Linked DNA regions of Mus musculus: region 2 is linked to region 1. A link is a contact called in public promoter capture Hi-C data. All regions are on one chromosome and are shown on one strand. Each heading gives the region's core, a stretch centred on a gene start, on an enhancer-like site or on the middle of the called end of the contact. The rest is flanking DNA. Distances are from core to core; before and after follow the strand shown.

Region 1 (4,862 bases), core at 1,719-4,218:
CTGAAAATTCAAATTAAAGCTCAGTGGAAACAGTAGACTATTTAGCATGCAACAAACCCTGTGTCTTAGTTAGGGTTCCTGTTGCTGAGACAAAACACCATGACCAAAGCCGGTGATGGTACACACCTTTCATCCAGCACATGGGAGGCAGAGGCAGGCAGATTTCTGAGTTTGAGGTCAGCTTTGTTTACAGAGGGAGTTCTGGGGTTGCTGGGCCTACATGGAGAAACTGGTCTCTGTGTTGAAAAACAAACAAAACAACCCTGAACAAACCAAAGAACAAAAGCAAATTGGGAAGGAAAGGAAAGGGTTAATTCTATATTTTGCTTCCACATCACTGTACTTTATTAAAGGAAGTAGGGGCAGAAACTCAGGGCAGGTACTGAAGCAGAGGCCAGTGAGAAGGGCTACTTACTGGCTTGTTCCTCATGAGTTGCTCGGCCTGCTTATACATTCCAGGACCACCTGCCCAGAGGTGCCCAAATGGGTAGGGCCTAACCCTAATAGTCACTAATTAAGAAAATGCCCTAGTCTTGCCTACAGGTCAGTTTTGTGGAGGCATTTCTTAAAAATTATGGTTCACTCTTCCAGCTTGTGCCAAGATCATATACGAAAAGAGATAGATGAATAAATAAATACATTTACCCAGGAAACCCTGGTTTCATCCCCAATACCACAAAATAGGAAAGTAGATAATGGTTGACAAATATAGATTATAGATGATAGTGGTGAATAATAGAAGACAGTTTACCAGATAGATAGATTGGTAGATAAATTATAGATAGATAGATAGATAGATAGATAGATAGATAGATAGATAGATAGAGAAGATGATAGAAAATAATGATTCAGGTGATAGGTAAAAGACAAGAGAAGAGAGATGGATGACAGATACAATACTATCTATAGATGATAGGGAATAATAAGGTACATGACCGGCAGATGAAGAGGTAAGAAAAGAGAAGACAGAGCTAGGTAGATAACAAAGAGAATAGATAAATAAAGTAGCTGAGCATGATAGCCTGATTCTTTAACCACAGTACTCAGGGGCCAGAGTCAATAGGATGTTTGTGAGTTCAAAGCCAGCCTGATCTAAATACTGAGTGCTAGGATAGGTAGGGCTATTCAGAGAAAGCTTGTCTTGAAAAACTAAAAATAAAACAAAACTAAAATGCAGATGAAATAGATTACAGGTCTAGATCATAGAAGAAGATATCACAGAGATTGATTGTCATACAGGAGATCTGTAGTTAATAGAGACAGATACTAGAAGATAAGATTAGCTGGATAAGTAGATGAAGATAGAACAAATATAAGGGAAGGTCTGGTAAGGGAACATGGGAATTGTTAGACCACAGAATGAGAGGACAGCCTAGTTGGAACTGGGCAAGCATTCCACATTTCTCCTTTCATAAGGACAGCAGTCATATTAGTTACTTCCTATTGCTGAGAAAAAAAACCCCACCATGACCAGCAGTTGAGAGCTCATGTCTATCTTTTTTCTTCATTTTTCTACAATAGTTTTCTTTTTTTTTTAAAGAAAATACTCGTTTTCATTTTAGTGCACTGGTATTTCACCTGCATGAATGTCTGTGTTAGGATGTCCGATCTCCTTGAGCTAGAGTTACAGACAGTTGTGAACTGCCATGTGGGTGCTCACTTCGGGATTCATTCCATCAACAGCAGCCCCACGTTATTTCAGAAGTATTATCCAAGGATGGGCTATAAACTCCAACACACAGAATAGTCCAGTAAAACCTCCCCTCTCCACCTGTTCAGAATGCTGTGTCTTTTCTCACGGCTAGCCTAGGCCTCTCCACTCCTGGGTTGCCATAGGTACAGTCCTCAGCATCTTTTCTCACCTACTGGGGCTATGGTTGCAATGACCATGGTCCAAGCCATTATCATATTTTGGATGTGATCCCGTGCCAGAGCTGCCATGCTGCTGAATTAAAATTCCTCTCCACATGTGTGCTAGGCTTTGAACTCAAGTCATGCTTGCCCAGTAAGTACACTTGCCCTGACCTCATTTTCCAAATCTAGATTCTGGGAGGCCTTATTTAGACCTTTAAAATTAGTCTTCAGGAGAGGAGCTCAGGTAGCTTGTATGCTTAATAGGATTTCCAGGATTTTCCATCAAACAAAATTCGGAAGCTTTATGTGGCAGTTAGGTGGAGAAGCTCAAAGCCAGAGTGTTGGGAATTTCTTTATGAGTGTAAGCAGGCATGGGGTCATTCTTGGAGGTAAGTGAGCAGTGAGCCCATTCCAGAGCCCACAATCCAGCAAACCTCTGAGGATCCGTCTACAAAATAATGACTCGAGAATAAACATGGCCAAAAAGTAGGGAAAAACACTTGCCACAAAGCCTGGTGACCTAAGTTCAGTTCTCAGAACCAACATGGTAGAAGAGAGAACCAAGTCCTGCAGAGTGCCCTCTGATTTCCACACTAGTGCATGCTCACACAAAGATAATGAGAAATATTTTTAAGACCAAAAGCGTTCCCAGTGGAGCTGAAAGTGTCTAATATCCATGCTTGGATCACTCCTTTGCTCTCCTGGTATGTGTTTGAGGCAGAGGGATTTGCTTGTAGGAATCTGAGCTACCTGTAAGTGGAAGCAATGCCGAAATCACAGAGGGGACCTAGTCCCTACAGACTATTTTCTCAGTACAGTGGGATTCCTAGTGTCTGATGCCCTGTGGGGGGCCTTCTTTGCAAAAAGCTTATAGATTGTTTTCCTGAGTCTTTTTGATTTGCTTGGAAAACTAACTCTAGCAGCCTGAGGGTTGGGCATAATCCTCCCAGACAGCAGTGGGGAGCCAGGCACTTTGCCCCCAAACTTTCTCTTTCCTGTTAGTGCTTGAAAAACCGGGTTACATTCTGGTTCTGTTTGTTCCAGTACTCCTCTCCTCTCTCTCCTGACCTCTCCCACTCAGCTTGGGCTTCACAGCCAATGCTGATCTCACTGGCTGACTCTGCATTGCATGTTGCTGAGTCCCACATACTAGTGCCAAGAAGTGAACGAAGAAGCAGCTAGCTCCTGTCCTGGTCAAAGTTTCCTAGGGGCTCCCAGCCTCCCCAGGGTCATGCCCTGAACCCACCCCTGGGTAGGACCCCTGAGTGTGGCAAAGAAGGTCCCTGCATGGGCCAGACCTGTAGAAATGTCTGGTTAGGCAGGCTCTCTGGGTCCCTCTGAGTAATTAGCTGGAGACGGGAGCCCAGCAAGGCCAAGACCAAGGGATTTGACAGCAGGGTTGCCAGCTGATCAATGTGGTCTTTGTTCCTTGTTCCAAAAAAGATGACACAGCAATCCAGCCTGAAGCTTTTAGGAACAAGCAGCATCCCTGGAAGATGCTGCTCACTACTGTGAACCAGGAAGAGCACTGATGGCAAGCCAGGAGTAACCTCCATCCTTCATGTCTCAGGGGACTAACAGCCCATATAAGCAGGCTTCTCACTTGTCTGAAGTCTGATCCTACAGATCCTGTCCTGGATACTTTTATGCCAACTTAACACAAGCTAGAGTCATCTGAGTGGAGAAATCTAGATTTAGAAAATGCTTCCATAAGATCCAGCTGTAATGCATTTTCTTAATAAAGAAATTAAGGCAATTTCATAATTAGGTTGGGGAGGGCCCAGCCAATTGTGGGTGCTGTCATCTCTGGCCTGCGGTCCTGGGTTCTATAACAAAGCAGGCTGAGCAAGCCAGGAGGAGCAAACCAATAACTAGCACTCTCTCCTTCATGACCTCTGCATCAGCTCCTTACTCCAGGTTTCTCCCTGCTCAAGTTCCTGTTCTGACTTCCCTTGATGATGAACTGTGAGGTGGAAGCCTAAGACAAATAAGCCCTTTTCTCCCCCAAGTTGCTTTGGTCATGCTTGTTTCAGCACAGTAATGGTATCCCTGACTTCAACAGGACCCTTGTCAGATTAACTACTTTGGGCAGTAAAACATGCTCACTTTCACAGAGGTCCCAGTGGCTGCCAACCCACAGGGAGTGGACGCTTCTCTTGCCCAGGGTTCACTGTCTTTGTTCTTCTCCCTCTAATTATCTAAGCAGAAGCTTCAGCACCACTTTCCGGGCTCTTCCTCTTCAACTAATGACAATCAGTTGGCAACGAATCCACGTGTCATTGGATTGGGTATTTCAGTTTATTATCCGCGGGCACTGTGGTCCTGAGCCCTCATTTCCCACTGTGCCCTTATCCATTTAGGTCTCTCCTCATCTGCAAGTGTTATTTTATAATAAATCTTCCCATCTCTGGGTTAATCAACTTTCTAATCACCCTCTTTACTGGGTGCCAGACTCTTTCCCATAGTGATCCTTCTAAAAAGCAAATGTAGTTTTAAGCGGCTCAGAATCTTCCAGGGTCTCCCTACAGTCTACGAATAAACCCTAAATTCTTCAATATGCTCTAAGAGATCCTTCATGGCCCAGAATGCCTGACTGTGCTGCCTCACTTCTCCTCCAACCTTGCTTGTACCCAGAGATTGAACCATAGTCTATTGACTCAGGCATTTCCTCATTAAGTTCCTGCTTTATTTTCTTTTTAAAGGTGTGTCTATTGTATGCATATGAGTACAATGTAGCTGTCTTCAGACACACTAGAAGAGGGCATCAGACCCCATTACAGATGGTTGTGAGCCACCATGTGGTTGCTGGATATTGAACTCAGGACCCCTGGAAGAGCAGTCATTGCTCTTAACTACTGAGCCATCTCTTCAGCCCCAGTTCCTGCTTTATTTATCATTACACAATTAGTGTTTGGGAAGGGGAGGGGAAGGAGCATACATATAAGGGAGTGTGCATTTGCCCTAGCATGAGGTCAGAGGGCAACTTGCAGGAATTGGTTGTTCTATCT
Region 2 (4,862 bases), core at 1,722-4,221, 180 kb before region 1:
TACTCCGGGCGGCAGGTAGTGGCAGTGGGAGTGGCAGAACGATAGGGTGGCAGGCTCCACACCTGATGATCTGGTGATAACAGTCAAGCCTCACCAGCCTGATTTCAGGCTGGGGAGGGGGGAGGTTACAATCAGATCCCTTGGAACTAGAGTCACAGATTGCTGTGAAAGGCTGGCAACCTAACCCAGGCTCACTATAAGAGCAACTGCTCTTAACCAATCTGCCAACTCTCCTGCCCTGGTGTATAAATTTTGTGTGTGTGTGTGTGTGTGTGTGTGTGTGTGTGTGTGTGTGTGTGTACGTACTACAGTCATGTAGGTGCCATCAGAAACCAGAAAAGTACAACGGGATCTTCTGGAGCTAGAACTGCAGGTGGTTGCGAGCCACCTGATGTCACTGAGAACCAAACTCGGGTCCTCTGAAAGAGCATCAGGCACTCTTAACTGCTGAGCCATCTCTCCAGCCACGTCTGAAAAATCTTTAAGAGAGCAATAGGGTTTGAAGCCAGGTGCTCACACATTGCTAGTCAAGTGCTAAGCCACAGAGCCTCATTCCCAGAGCAGCATTTTATAATTTAATAGAGGAAAAGGATGAAAAAGAGTGCATCCAAGGGAAGGAAAAGGAACACACCCACAGATGTGGAAAGGGCTGATGGTTTCTGTTTGTGCTCTGGAAGTCTGCTGTTGCTTTTTTTTTCTTTTCTTTTCTTTTCTTTTCTTTTCTTTTCTTTTCTTTTCTTTCTTTTGTTTTGTTTTGTTTTGTTTTGTTTTGTTTTTTTGGAGACAGGGTTTCTCTGTGTAGCCTTGGCTGTTCTAGAATGCGCCACCATGCCCGGCTGCTGTTGCTTTTTTTTTTTTTTCTCTTTTTCTTTTTTGACGACGGGTTTATGTAGCCCTGGTTGGCCTAGAACTTACTCTGCAGATCATGCTGACCTGGAACTCACTAAGATCTGCCTGCCTCTGTCTTTCGAGTGCTGGGAGTAAAGGCATGCGCCACTACCCAGCTGATGTTGCTTTTCTTGACAGTCCTGGAAACAACACTTGTTCCACTGCGGCATCTTCTCTGGATCGAGCTATGGTGAAAGATGTTTCGCAAAGGCAAGAAGAGACACAGCAGCAGCAGTTCCCAGAGCAGTGAAATCAGTACAAAGAGCAAGGTAAGAGGCCAGGGTGGGACAGACGCACAGAGCACTGACGATGCCTCTCCTAACTGGCTCCGCACAGTGTACATGGCCAGACCCAGAGTCTTCACCCTACCTGCCTATAATGCCTGTTTTTGCACTACTTAACCACTCCATGTTTGTTCTAATTTTATTGTTTTGGTATATTTCTGAAATTTTTAAATTCCACCAAGTGGGACTAAAGCTATGAGTGGTCTTGTTAAAACACCCTGATTTAACAATTTTTAAAATTGTATTTTATGTATATAAGTGCTCTGTCTGCATGTATGCCAGCATGCCAGAAGAGGGCATCAGATCCCAGTATAGATTGTTGTGAGCCACCATGTCATTACTGGGAATTGAACTCAGGATCTCTAGAAGAGTACACAATGCTCTTAACTGCTGAGCCATCTCCCTAGCCCTGATTTAACATTTTTTAAAAAAACTTTTAAAAAACATTTATTTGAGGGATTGAGGCACATTATATGGTTTGTGGAGGTCAGAGGGACACTGGCAGGAGTTAATTCTAGGCTTCCACCATGTGCATATGGGGATTGAACTCATGTTGTAGGACTTGGGCAACAAGTGCTCTTACCTTTAAACCCATCTCAATGACCCATATATTGCCACTCTGTTCCGAACGATAGCTGAGGGGATCTGCGGGGCTCTGGCCCTGCCTAAGCGGCCAAAGAGTTGTGCTCTCCAAAGGGGAGCGAGAGTCAGATCAAGGCCAGTCTCTACCACTGCCTCCACTGCTCTGGAGTCAATGTAGCTACTCTGCAGGGCAGCAGGGCTTGGGGGCCACCAAGCAGGAAGTGACTGCAGTAGGTTGGAGCAGTTTCCAGCAGAGAATTCCCTTCCCCAAAGTGTTACAGCTCTCTATGACAGATGCTCTCAGAAGGTCTTTGAAATGAAGTTCGTGTGTTTTATCCCTTGTGGACAGGATCTTTTATACATTTTGGGGTGGGTTGGGATCTAAGAGCAGAGGTTTCTATTGGCTTGGTCGTGGATGTTAAGGATGCCTCATCTGCATGCAGAGAGACTTCAGACTGATTGTCACAGTCCTTTCCATGGCGTGTTGTGGTCACATGTTCCGGGATAGGAACCTGGTTGGGAGTAAATGAAACACCTACGGTCCTCAGGTATGAGGATACTGGGGTTTCTGACTCCACCTGACCGTACCGAGTTTTCTGTCTGATGGCACGGTCCACTGCCCACAATATATAGCCTCTTTTCTTCTCCTCCTCCAGATAGGGTTCCAGGTAGCTCAGGCTAGTCTTACTTCACAGCATGGTCTCCTATAGCAGGGCAGAACCGTTATCCCCTGATTCTTCCCAGTCCAAGTGCTAGGGGCACCATGCTTGGGTCTCATTTTTTTATTTAATTAAATTTTTAAGGTTTATTTTTAGTTATCTGTACATATATACGAGGGATGTTATATGCAGATGAATGTGGTTGCCTACAAAGTCTAAAAGAAGGCACTGGAGCCCTGAAGCTGGACTTATGGTGGGTTCTGAGCTGGGACCTGAACTCAGGTCCTCTTGAAGAATTGCATCATTTCACTAGCCCATACAATATTTAAATGACAGAAATTGCAGGCATTGAGGGGTGAGATGTCTTGGAGTCTAGGGTTTGTTGTTGTGTTTAGTATTTCCTTCACAGCAAGATTGCTTAAGCTCCCTCCCTTTACCAGATTTTTTGAATATTGCCTGGCAGTGCCAACGGATTTATGAAACACTCCCCTTCTGAGTCAGGGTTTTCACAGAATGGCATTTCTAAGGAAAGGAATGACACATTTATCCCTTAGAACTACTTACATAGTTTTATCTTGGTCACCAGATTTGTTGTTCTGTTCACATTGACAGCCATGCCATCTGCTAATATCCCTGAGCCTGCTGTGGCAGAAACAAGAGGAAGGAGTTGCAGAGGGCCAGATTAGGGATGGGGGGGGGGATCTCCTGGCTTCTCTTCACTTCTCAGACAGAGACATTGCTCAATGTCTGTCTTTCTGCACATGGTTCTTTTGAGGTTCCATGGAAATAATAGGAAAGCAAGAAGAGGCGTTCATGGAGACTTCAGTGTAAGGCAGAGTCGGGGAGGGGACTTAACGTTCAGCCTCAGCCTGAAGATGCCAATATCACATACATTATCTGCATCTGGTATGTGGTTGCAAGAGCACCTGTCACATTTTGAAGTTGGCTGTCGAAAATGTCTTTAGCCGAGCTGGACAGATGGCTCAGAAGTTGAGAACACTGGCTCTTCTTTCAGAGGTCCTGAGTTCAATTCCCAGCAACCACATAGTGGCTCACAAGCATCTGTAATAGGATTTGAGGCCCTCCTCTGGTGTGTCTGAGAAGAACCACAATGTACTCACATACATTAAAAAAAAAAAAAGAAAATGTCTTTAGCCGCAGTCAGTCTGCTTGAATTATTGACCAGATTTTGTGTCATAAGTAATTTGCATCAGAGAAGACATGTCTTACTGTCTTTCTTCTCAGTCTGTGGATTCCAGCCTTGGAGGACTTTCAAGATCCAGCACTGTCGCCAGCCTCGATACAGACTCCACTAAAAGCTCAGGTATGAGGAGGGGCTGGGTGACTTGGTGACTGATGTTGGGTTTACTCAGTGTTTTGTGTGGTAGGTTAGAGCGATGTCTCCTGGTCTGGTTTTTCTCCCTCTCCTCTGCCACTTCTGGAAATTTCAGAAATGCACCACAGTTTGGTGAGATGGGTGAAGGTGCTGTGTGGTAGGCACTTAGGCAGTGTTCACAGTGGGTCTGAGAGCAAGCATTTGAAACATCCCATGACAGTGACTTAGCAGTTCCAAAACAGCTTTATAATAGGTAGGGGAGCAGAGACAGAATTATACTTGGGCTTAATGTTTATGGGAACGGATCAGATGTGTTAGTGGTGAAGGATTTAGGAACCATTAACCTTGCGGGCTGCCTCCAGATACCCTAGTTGAGATGACCAGCAGACACATAGGAAATGAGGATGTGTGTCCCTGTGCAGTTATACAGTCACCTCAAATTAGTTGCTTCTTAGAAATTAGACTCCTAGCTGAGCTCCATAATTAGCTAGTAATTGGAAATAAACTGTATTCATTTTTATTTTACCTAAAATAATATTGGCACTTAAAATTATCTTTACCTCTAGATGTTAAAATGTTGGAATCATTTTCATTCACAAACAGTATAAATATAATTGCACTGTATTTCTTTAGCACTGTATCACAGTGCTTTGAGAGATTTTCTATACTGGCTAGATCTTGTTACCATTTATTTATTTATTTATATTTGTTTATTTATTTTTGGTTTTTCTTTTTTCTTTCTTTCTTTTTTTTTTTTTGGTTTTTCAAGACAGGGTTTCTTCATGTAGCCCTGGCTGTCCTGGAACTCACTTTGTAAAACAGGTTGGCCTCGAACTCAGAAATCCGCCTGCCTCTGCCTCCCAAGTGCTGGGATTAAAGGCATGCACCACCACTGTCCGGCTTTGTTTCCATTAAGGGACATCCTATCCCTCACATTATTCTACATAAGTTAAAAAAAAAAGTTGCTGTTTCTGGCAGAACGACAGGACAGATGTCTGGAGTCAGGAAATGGCAGCAACCAGTAGATGTGTAATACAATGGTGCCATTCATTATCTAGTTGGCTTTTTAAATTTTTGTTGATTTTAAAATGAAGGTCATCAGTATCCATTTGC

Evidence for each region. Capture Hi-C pulls out chosen DNA fragments and counts their contacts.
Region 2: a contact with region 1 is called in a promoter capture Hi-C map of adipose tissue. The contact joins two enhancer-like sites. A contact is called at or near these places in 6 of 39 promoter capture datasets (cranial neural crest, embryonic stem cells, frontonasal cranial neural crest and 3 more), 1 of 15 datasets of contacts at CTCF or cohesin (embryonic stem cells), 3 of 484 Hi-C or Micro-C datasets (LSK cells, cortical neurons and nephron progenitors), 2 of 115 datasets of contacts at active chromatin or transcription factors (embryonic forebrain and extraembryonic endoderm stem cells) and 3 of 9 other capture datasets (adipose tissue, liver and pancreatic islet).

What each region holds. Positions count from the first base shown.
Region 1 is chr12:21,096,232-21,101,093 of GRCm38.p6, reverse strand. No RefSeq gene overlaps it. Among named protein-coding and RNA genes, the nearest start is that of Asap2, 13 kb to the left of the region's middle. Within about 2 kb of position 2,968, at least 13 of the 459 cell types and tissues checked have an H3K27ac peak or open chromatin away from gene starts, as enhancers often do. A contact at or near this core is called in adipose tissue, where this site is marked.
Region 2 is chr12:21,275,695-21,280,556 of GRCm38.p6, reverse strand. It overlaps Itgb1bp1 (integrin beta 1 binding protein 1), which reads left to right. Exons shown (of 7, transcript NM_008403.5): 2 at 1,027-1,157; 3 at 3,659-3,737. The coding sequence starts at 1,086. Among named protein-coding and RNA genes, the nearest start is that of Itgb1bp1, 8.2 kb to the left of the region's middle. Within about 2 kb of position 2,971, at least 5 of the 459 cell types and tissues checked have an H3K27ac peak or open chromatin away from gene starts, as enhancers often do. A contact at or near this core is called in adipose tissue, where this site is marked.